Linked DNA regions of Rattus norvegicus: regions 2 and 3 are each linked to region 1. The links are chromatin contacts, called in public Hi-C maps. All regions are on one chromosome and are shown on one strand. Each heading gives the region's core, a stretch centred on a gene start, on an enhancer-like site or on the middle of the called end of the contact. The rest is flanking DNA. Distances are from core to core; before and after follow the strand shown. Region 1 holds the start of Skap2 (src kinase associated phosphoprotein 2). Region 2 holds the start of Hoxa5 (homeo box A5). Region 3 holds the start of Hoxa1 (homeobox A1).

The links. Hi-C and Micro-C count contacts between places; a contact is called where the count stands out from the background.
Region 2: a Hi-C map of kidney shows a contact between it and region 1, with 5 times the contacts expected there. The contact joins the promoter of Hoxa5 here to the promoter of Skap2 in region 1. A contact is called at or near these places in 10 of 12 Hi-C or Micro-C datasets (the A7r5 cell line, Schwann cells, frontal cortex and 5 more) and 1 of 1 datasets of contacts at active chromatin or transcription factors (oligodendrocytes).
Region 3: a contact with region 1 is called in a Hi-C map of Schwann cells, with 3 times the contacts expected there. The contact joins the promoter of Hoxa1 here to the promoter of Skap2 in region 1.

What each region holds. Positions count from the first base shown.
Region 1 is chr4:82,430,024-82,432,855 of GRCr8, reverse strand. Skap2 (src kinase associated phosphoprotein 2) reads left to right here and starts at 1,337. Exons shown (of 13, transcript NM_130413.1): 1 at 1,337-1,535. The coding sequence starts at 1,469. It overlaps LOC102550087 (a long non-coding RNA gene), which reads right to left and starts at 1,214. Exons shown (of 3, transcript XR_005503577.2): 1 at 1,088-1,214; 2 at 109-152.
Region 2 is chr4:82,635,461-82,638,292 of GRCr8, reverse strand. Hoxa5 (homeo box A5) reads left to right here and starts at 1,442. Exons shown (of 2, transcript NM_024389.1): 1 at 1,442-2,832. All of the region lies in intron 1 of Hoxa3 (homeobox A3), which reads left to right. It overlaps Hoxa6 (homeobox A6), which reads left to right. Exons shown (of 2, transcript NM_001191087.1): 2 at 934-1,269. The coding sequence ends at 1,193. The region is part of intron 1 of Hoxaas3 (Hoxa cluster antisense RNA 3); the gene reads right to left.
Region 3 is chr4:82,587,766-82,590,597 of GRCr8, reverse strand. Hoxa1 (homeobox A1) reads left to right here and starts at 1,389. Exons shown (of 2, transcript NM_013075.3): 1 at 1,389-2,135; 2 at 2,622-2,832. The coding sequence starts at 1,487. Hotairm1 (Hoxa transcript antisense RNA, myeloid-specific 1) reads right to left here and starts at 1,183. Exons shown (of 2, transcript NR_132646.1): 1 at 1,020-1,183.

The sequences.
Region 1 (2,832 bases), core at 88-2,587:
TACTATACCTTCGTGTGGCTGGTACCTCAGGGAGGAAGGGATGCCTCAGCATGGGCCCACAGATGCACCCCCTTCCCCCACACCACATTGCACCTCCTACAAACATACCCGATTGGAGCTTTGACATACTGTTCAGAGCACAGCATTAGTACCTAGGAGAAATAATAAATGACAGTCACTCTTTCTACCAATGTGGGTAAGTGATATTCATGTCATTTTGAAATGATATGCCCTACCAAAGGAAAGACAGGCGGGGCAACTTGGGGCGTATCATTAGCCACTTTTCCAAGCATATTTTTACTAAAAAAAACCACAGTTTACATTCAAAGTGTTTTCCCTTGTCGGTTCCTGTCTGAAGACTCCGATCAGTCTCTTTTGCGTTCTTCAGAGGCTCTGGTAGCTTCATTTTCTTTCATGACAAATATGTCTACACAGTAGGTTTTAAGAAATTGTGAGGGTTGATGGCACTTGAATGTAATTATCATTTCTACATACACACACATTTTAAAGACTAAAGGACCCAGAATTTCTTGGATTTTAAGTGTAAATGTTTAAGATCGAAAGACTCAACCTTTGCTGACTAAAATGAAGAAATAGATTTTATATTTTTACTGCTCTAAATCACTATTTGCAACTAAAAAATACTTATAGTGGGCAGGGGTACAGTTGGCTTACTGGTACATTTCAGCACATTTCTGGTGCCTGACCCTAAAAGGATGATATCTAGAACTTCTTCCGTCAGAGCAAGAGAAATCATTCACATGAAGAATAAGTAGGAAAGTTATGTTCGCACCAATCAGAACGCTCTGCCATTTTAGGAGCGTTTAGGACACTCAGGAAGGACTGGCGGAAAATGGGACTTCGTTAGCTTCATCCAGTGGGACAAAGAAAGCCATGCTAGTTGGAGCTTTGTGGTGGAAACTTTTTGGTGGGTTACCAGACAAAGGGTTTAAACCTTAGTGGGAACGACCACTATTTAGATGGCCCGTTAACGGGAAAGTGCGTAAGCCTTGTAGAGACGTAATTTTCCAGAATCCAGGAGAAAGAGAGGTGTGGCTGAGGTACCAGTAACGAAAATGGCGCGTACGAGCTTCAAGACCCGGTCAGGTGACATAGCTCCAATTCGCTCCCTTCCTTCTGAGGCCTCGCCTCCTGCTCGCTTCCGTGTATAGGCGTGGCCTATCTGGAAGAGTGTGGGCGTGGCCTACCCGGAGGCGCTTTCTTTGGACACTCAGATAGCAAGGCCTACGCAAGCGCAGTAAGCCTTTAAGGCCGGTCTCCCCGCCCCTTCACCCATAGCCCCGCCCCATTCTCCCGGGCGGGGCGGGGCAGGGCCCGGCGTCCAGCGACCGCTGCCTGGACAGCCAGTGACTTCCTTGTTGTGGGTCTCGGCCAGGTCGTGTCCCGAGTCGTAGCCCCGCGGTGCTTACTCGGACCGCTTTTGCAAGTCTAGGTCCAAGCTACTACCATGCCCAACCCCGGCAGTACCTCCTCTCCCGGCTCAATCCCTGAGGAAATTAGGAACCTGTTGGCAGGTAAAGAGCGGGAAGGGGGCGGTGACACTGGGGGCGGGGGCGCGGGGACGGCGAGCCGGCAGGGACAGAAGCGCTTAGCCTTCACCCTGTACGGGCGGTGGGGGTGGGCCATGTAGGGGGACTAGGGTGCGGAGACTAGAAGGGAGTGGGCGTGTATGCTGAAATGTGCTGACCCTCCCTGGAGAGCGGACAGTTATGCGTTTCATGAAGACAAGAATGTGAGGGCGGGAGATGTACAGCAAATGTTGATGAATGCTTGTATGGGAACTGCAAAGGTAGATGTCCAAGTACTAGTTTCTGGGTGGCCCGGCCAGTAAGAATGCAGGTGCCTGCAAAGACTGCAGGGCCGCAAGTGTTGGGAGTTAGGAGGCGAAAAGATACTATTCACCCCATTTTCCTGAACAGTCAAGTCAAACATGTTTATAGTTTTGAAAAGTGCCCGATTTTCAAATGGCCACTATTTCTTCAGCCTCAGTAACTATTAAAAGTGAAAAAGGAAGGATGTGTTAAAAGTCCTACTTCCTGTGTCATGTGATCAAGGAACTTCATCTTTGCACCCTCATCTTCCTCTTTTTGGTTTTACATTCCCATTTATAGGGACTTTCAGGAGTTTAAATGTGGTTCCTCAGTTCCTCAGTTAGGTCAGTAATGTTTGGAGGTATGCATTTCCACTAAGCAACAAGGAAAGCTGGGTAGAATAGATCTGCACAAAGTAGGAAATACATCTTTTTAGAGTATCCCAAGTCTCACCTATCCTGATGGTCTTGGATACCACCATATACTTTGTCTTGTAGATGCTAACATTTGGAAACGGCATAATTTTAGTTATTTTAACAGAATTAAAAAGTTTCTCCTTCATGCCTGGGCTGTCAACTGAGTATTTTAATCGTTAAAAACAATGTTACCTAAAAGTGCACTTGAATTAGTAAGTTATGGTTGCAACAGTGTGAGACCAAGTATCATAGAATACCTTGTTAAACTCGGGTTGTTTGCGTCATGGCTGGATGGAGACTGGTGTTTGTATGAACATGATGCAGGGTGAGGGTGTGCTATGTCACTCTGAGAAATGCTTCTTGTCATTAATGGATATCACTAAGAGAAGCGATGAAAGAACTGTAGATGCTGATTGAGAGCTTAGAGGAGCACCAGTTTAGTCACGATTACAGTTAACATTTTTCTGGGGAGGGAAGGGACAATGCAGGAATTGCATGTTTAGAAAAGTATCTTAATAATTTGACCAGAAAAATGTTTTGTTCCAGAAATGTCATAATTTTCAGGTTGTTCTAGGTCCATATTT
Region 2 (2,832 bases), core at 193-2,692, 210 kb before region 1:
GCTTTGGGGGGGGCACCACCTCAGAATATTCTCTCTCTCTCTCTCTCTCTCTCTCTCTCTCTCTCTCTCTCTCCCCTCTCTCCTCTCTCCTCTCTCTCTCTCTCTTTTACCTTCCACTTAACTTCCAAACTTCCAACTCTCAGCCAACTTCTGCCCTCCTCCTGAGACCCTGCCTGGGCTTCATACCTGGCTTGGGGAGTAAATTTTCTCAGCCTTGGGTACCTCTGGCACCCAGACAGCTCGACACATTCAGTAACTGCCAATCTGCCACCACCTCACCTCCAGCACCCTCTCTTTGCCCCATGCTTTCAAAGACCACAGAGAGCATCCTCTTAACCTTCGGACCAGGGACAGAGCCTAACTGGAACCTTAGACCTTACAATGTCGTTGCTTTGAAACTTAACTCTCCCCAGTGGAGTATTTGCAGTAAGATCACACAACTTGCTAACAATATGCAAAGGCTTGAGAAGGCTGGCCATATTTAGCTTTCCCAAAATCCATTGAGATCTGACTTGAGGAGCCTCTTAGCTTCTTTCACAGACACCAATGTGAGCCTTCAATTCCCATACTGCTCCTAGGATCCCCACTTCACCCACAGACAAATAATTGCTTCACTCCCTTGAAACAGTGACTTTGGTCCCTCAAATTAAATATGTCCATGCTATTTCTTCACGTCTAATGGTTTTAATACAAACCACATTTGTCAAAATCAATAACTTCCCACCCAAATCGTTTTGAGGTGAATGAGACATCTCGCTTGGTATGAAATAATCCTTGCCATCCAGCTGCCTTCCTCCCCACCCCCCTTCTCGGTTGTGAGGCTAGAAGCTGGGGTGGAAGTAGTGTAGTTTCCAGTTTAGAGACTGCTGGCTGGGAGTCACACCGGGTGGGTTGTTTTTGCCTCGCTTATCCGCACCTCATTTCTGCCTGCAGGTGCTGTGTATGGGAGTCACGGGCGCAGAGGCCGCCAGACCTACACGCGCTACCAGACCCTGGAGCTGGAGAAGGAATTCCACTTCAACCGCTACCTGACTCGGCGGCGCCGCATCGAGATCGCCAACGCGCTCTGCCTCACCGAGCGCCAGATCAAGATCTGGTTCCAGAATCGGCGCATGAAGTGGAAAAAGGAAAATAAACTCATCAATTCCACGCAGGCCAGCGGGGAAGACTCTGAGGCCAAGGCGGGCGAGTAGACTCCAGGCAGGGACCAGGCCATCGTTGTAACCTCTATTGGCTTTGCCCCCTGGTGCCCTTGCCTGCTCCCCAAGTTTTCTTCCAGCCTGCTTCTTCTGCAGCTTAGGGAAAAGCGTCCAAAGCTCTGCGAGCGTCTACGCATGCATTTACTTATTACAGAAAACAAACAAACAAAATACCACACACCCAATGTCAGCTGTGGGACAGACGCACTGTAAATACACACACACACACACACACACACACACACACACACACACACACACACACACACACAGGTTTTCTCCCCAAGGCTGCCCGAGCCAGCTTGGGAATCCCGGGGTGCACCCAGAATTGGTCCTGCTGCTGTGTTAGCGTCTCTGCGCCCTGTGAGCTACAGACGCGGGGTTGTTGGGGGAAGAAGGAGCCCCAGGCAGTGCCCCGTTTGGTGCCTGGGTTTTTCCGCCTTGGTCCCTCGCCATCAAATCCTAAAGGGCATCGCCAAATCGACTCTGGCTACTGAAAAGAAAGGGTCCACAAGCTGGGCCCCAGCCCTGTCCCGGCCTCTCAGGATGCCCCTAAACAAGAAGCCTGAGGAACAAAGGGGAACTCGCCCCTTCCCCGACAGAACCAAATCTCTCTACCGGCGCATACCCGTCAGTGGGAGAGTAGCAGCCTCAACGGAGGCAAGCCAACCTGGGCGCGAGAGGAACGTTACAACCTCGGGAGCGACTAGGCTCCTGCAGGCTCCCAGCTCCCGATTTCACTCCCAGCCTCATAAGCTGACCGCCGCCACCTAACCGCTTTCAGGACCCAAAGAGGGGGCCCAGGACCATGAGAGCCGCAAGAGTCCTGGCTTCCAAACGTGCCAGGGACTCCTGAGATGCCAGGCCTCTAGTAGAGAAAGTCTCTTCTCCTCTCAGCTACATTTGTGATTTACTTTCGTCTATCGGAGCCCAGGAAAATAACTACGGTGATACTAGGCACTGCCACGAAATGATTCCATTAGTTCCCGCAATTTATTCCCAGTGGTCTAAGCGAGATCCCAATAGCTCTACCCACGGATCCCAGCTTCCAAGCAGCCTCGGAGGCCGTTGGGTATCAGGGCCCACTCTCTGGGTTCACCAAGAACCCTGCTACCTGGGGCCGGGCTAGTCAGAAGAAACGGACCAGGGACGAAGATCTTCCAGGCTGGATAAATAAACAAATGAGATAGCAAACTAATGACACGAAAAACATATTTTCACGGAAGAAAAAAATGATTCTGGTTATACGAGTGTATGGAATTTGACCTCGCCTCGGAGAAACACTACACAAAAGCTGTCTTTAATAGACGCCTGTGGTTTAAGAGCGGCAGGGACACTGTCCTTCATGCGCTCACAAACACAGAGCCATAATTGTGGCTGCTGCTGTGGGCAGGATTTATTTCTTCAATTGGCTAAATCGTCTTCCCTTCCTCGAAGGTGATATCTGTGTTTTCAAAATTCACAGCTGCTAGCCGGGCGGGCAAACCGACCCCAACCTCCACACAAAAATAAGAGGGGATACAAAGCTGGGGAAATAAAGTTGTTGTAAATAATTCTAAGTCATCACCTCCCCCTAATCCTCTGTATCCTCGCCGGGTGTGCGATCGGCAGCTGACGGCCTCACAATTGGTAC
Region 3 (2,832 bases), core at 140-2,639, 160 kb before region 1:
TGTCCTGGGGTGATGCTCACATTTTTGCACGGGTCTCTCTGGGGAGTGACCTGCAGGTTCACACAAGCAGCTACACAGTCCGTTGGAAAGGGTCCCATCCACTCAGCCATCTGTCCACTGCCCCTCCCACCTGCCAGTTCTCAACTGCCCCCCCCCTCCACACAGGCAATAGGGGATGATGGGAAGAGGGGGCTCTCCTGCTTCTAACTTGCCCCTCCTGGAAGAGAGAAACGTGACGGGGGAAGGTCAGCATACTTTGTAGGAGTTGACTGTGATCTGGCCCTCTGAGGCCTATATTAAGAGTGAACAAGCTTCTGAGTCTCAAAGAGTCGGCAGATGGCCTGCAGCTCAGGCTCGGCCACGCCAGCCACGTCTGCTGGCGCCAACTCTCTCCTCTGCCTTCTACCCCTCAAACTCCAGCAGCAGAGTTGCTCCGAATCTTGCAGGCTACCACGAGCAAAGCTGACTGAGAAGGAGAAGGGAAGGAGGAGGGAGGGAGGGGGAGAGAGAGAGAGAGAGAGAGAGAGAGAGAGAGAGAGAGAGAGAGAGAGAGAGAACACTCGGCCTTTCCCAGAGAGCTAGGTTCCTAGGGCCGACCCCCTCCGCCCCCTACGGCCCCGGGGTCGAATTACTGAAGCTCCCATTGCTATGCCATTGGCCAGCAGGAATCAGGGAAGAGGGCTCTGAGACCCTCTGGATGAGGATAGAAGTTTCTTTTCTTGCTCTGGTCCCCAACACATTCACCCGGGTTCCTCCCAGTCAATCGTCTGCGCACGTCCCTCTACATTCCGAGGCTGGCGAGCCAGTGACGCAACCTCGCCCTAGGCGCCGCGATTCGGGACTCTGCTGGGGCTGGATCCTGGCGGCAGTCCCCGAGCTGAGGGCGTGGTGTTTGTTGGATTCCCACCCTTCCCACCCCGTGTGCTCCCAGCTCCGCCAGGGTCCTTGCGACCACGCAGAGATTTTCAGCCCACAAGATGCCGGCCACAAGACAGCCGGGAGGCCTCATCCCCTCTCACCTCTTGCCTGTTCAGTTCTCTCGGCTGGGTGGGGAAGGGGCCGCGGAGGGTGCCTCCCATCCCCCCCACTTCTGGAGGCGGAGGCGCGCAGAGCCGGGCGCGCGCAGAAGTCAGTCTCGGCTCCCTTTAGTCCCAATGCTCCAAGTCAGCTCCGGCAGCGGCCGTAGCTACCGCCGCGGCCCGGGCTGCCTGGGGGGGCGAGCGCGCGTCACCTACACTGAGGAGCGCCGGGGATTTAAATGCCACTGAAACGGTGATCCATCACCGCCGCCGCCGGTAAACTTTCGCAGGCGGCTCAGCCATTGGCTGACAGAGTCACGTGTCCTTCCCCTCGAGCCCTCCGCCTGCCCGCCCCGCCTCTTGCGCACTGTACATTCATATCATTTTTCTTCTCTGGTCCTATGGAGGAAGTGAGAAAGTTGGCACGGTCACCCAGGGCTTCGCAGGACCCAGTCACTCAGTGACAGATGGACAATGCAAGAATGAACTCCTTTCTGGAATACCCCATCCTTGGCAGTGGCGATTCTGGGACCTGCTCGGCGCGAGTTTACTCCTCTGACCATGGAATTACAACTTTCCAATCCTGCGCGGTCAGTGCCAACAGCTGCGGCGGCGACGACCGCTTCCTAGGGGGCAGGGGGGTGCAGATCACCTCGCCCCATCACCACCACCACCACCATCACCATCCCCAGCCGGCTACTTACCAGACTTCTGGGAACCTTGGGGTTTCTTATTCCCACTCGAGTTGTGGTCCAAGCTATGGCGCGCAGAACTTCAGTGCGCCTTATGGCCCCTATGGATTAAATCAGGAAGCAGACGTAAGTGGTGGGTACCCCCCGTGCGCTCCCGCTGTTTACTCTGGAAACCTCTCGTCTCCCATGGTCCAGCATCACCACCACCACCAGGGTTATGCTGGGGGCACAGTGGGCTCGCCCCAGTACATTCACCACTCATATGGACAAGAGCACCAGAGTCTGGCCCTGGCCACGTATAATAACTCCTTATCCCCTCTCCACGCCAGCCACCAAGAAGCCTGTCGTTCCCCTGCTTCAGAGACGTCTTCTCCAGCGCAGACCTTTGACTGGATGAAAGTTAAAAGAAACCCTCCCAAAACAGGTAAGTCCTGCCAGCTGGCAAACAAATGCTGTTCAGTTTTTGAAAGGGGCCGGTGCACCTAGTTTCCTAGGAAAATTAATGATTTTAAAAGATAGGTTCTTGCTTATGTCTAATGTCGTCTAGAGTTGTAGTGGGTGGTGTAGGGTGCCCAGGTGTGTTGAGGCAAAGGAGTTTCAAAGGGGCTGAGGTTTAAGTGGTCTAAAGGTAGATGGTGTGTGTGTGTGTGTGTGTGTGTGTGTGTGTGTGTGTGTGTGTGTGTGTTGGGGTGGGAGGTGGTAGTGGTGTCCTGTTAATATCTACAGGCTCCATTAATCACGAGCCTGATCACGCTAATGGCTGACTTCAGGTTAACACTTTACTTACAACATCGTTAGTCACTGGCGCTTCCTGATAGGGTTTGCGCTGAGCAGTTTACTGAATATTGCCTCAAGTTTGGGGTAAAGGTTTAAGAATGTTTATCTTTTCTCTCTTCCTCCTCTACCCTAGGGAAAGTTGGAGAGTATGGCTACGTGGGTCAACCCAACGCAGTGCGCACCAACTTCACCACCAAGCAGCTCACAGAGCTGGAGAAGGAGTTCCACTTCAACAAGTACCTAACAAGAGCCCGCAGGGTGGAGATAGCCGCGTCCCTGCAACTCAATGAGACCCAGGTGAAGATCTGGTTCCAGAATCGCCGCATGAAGCAGAAGAAGCGCGA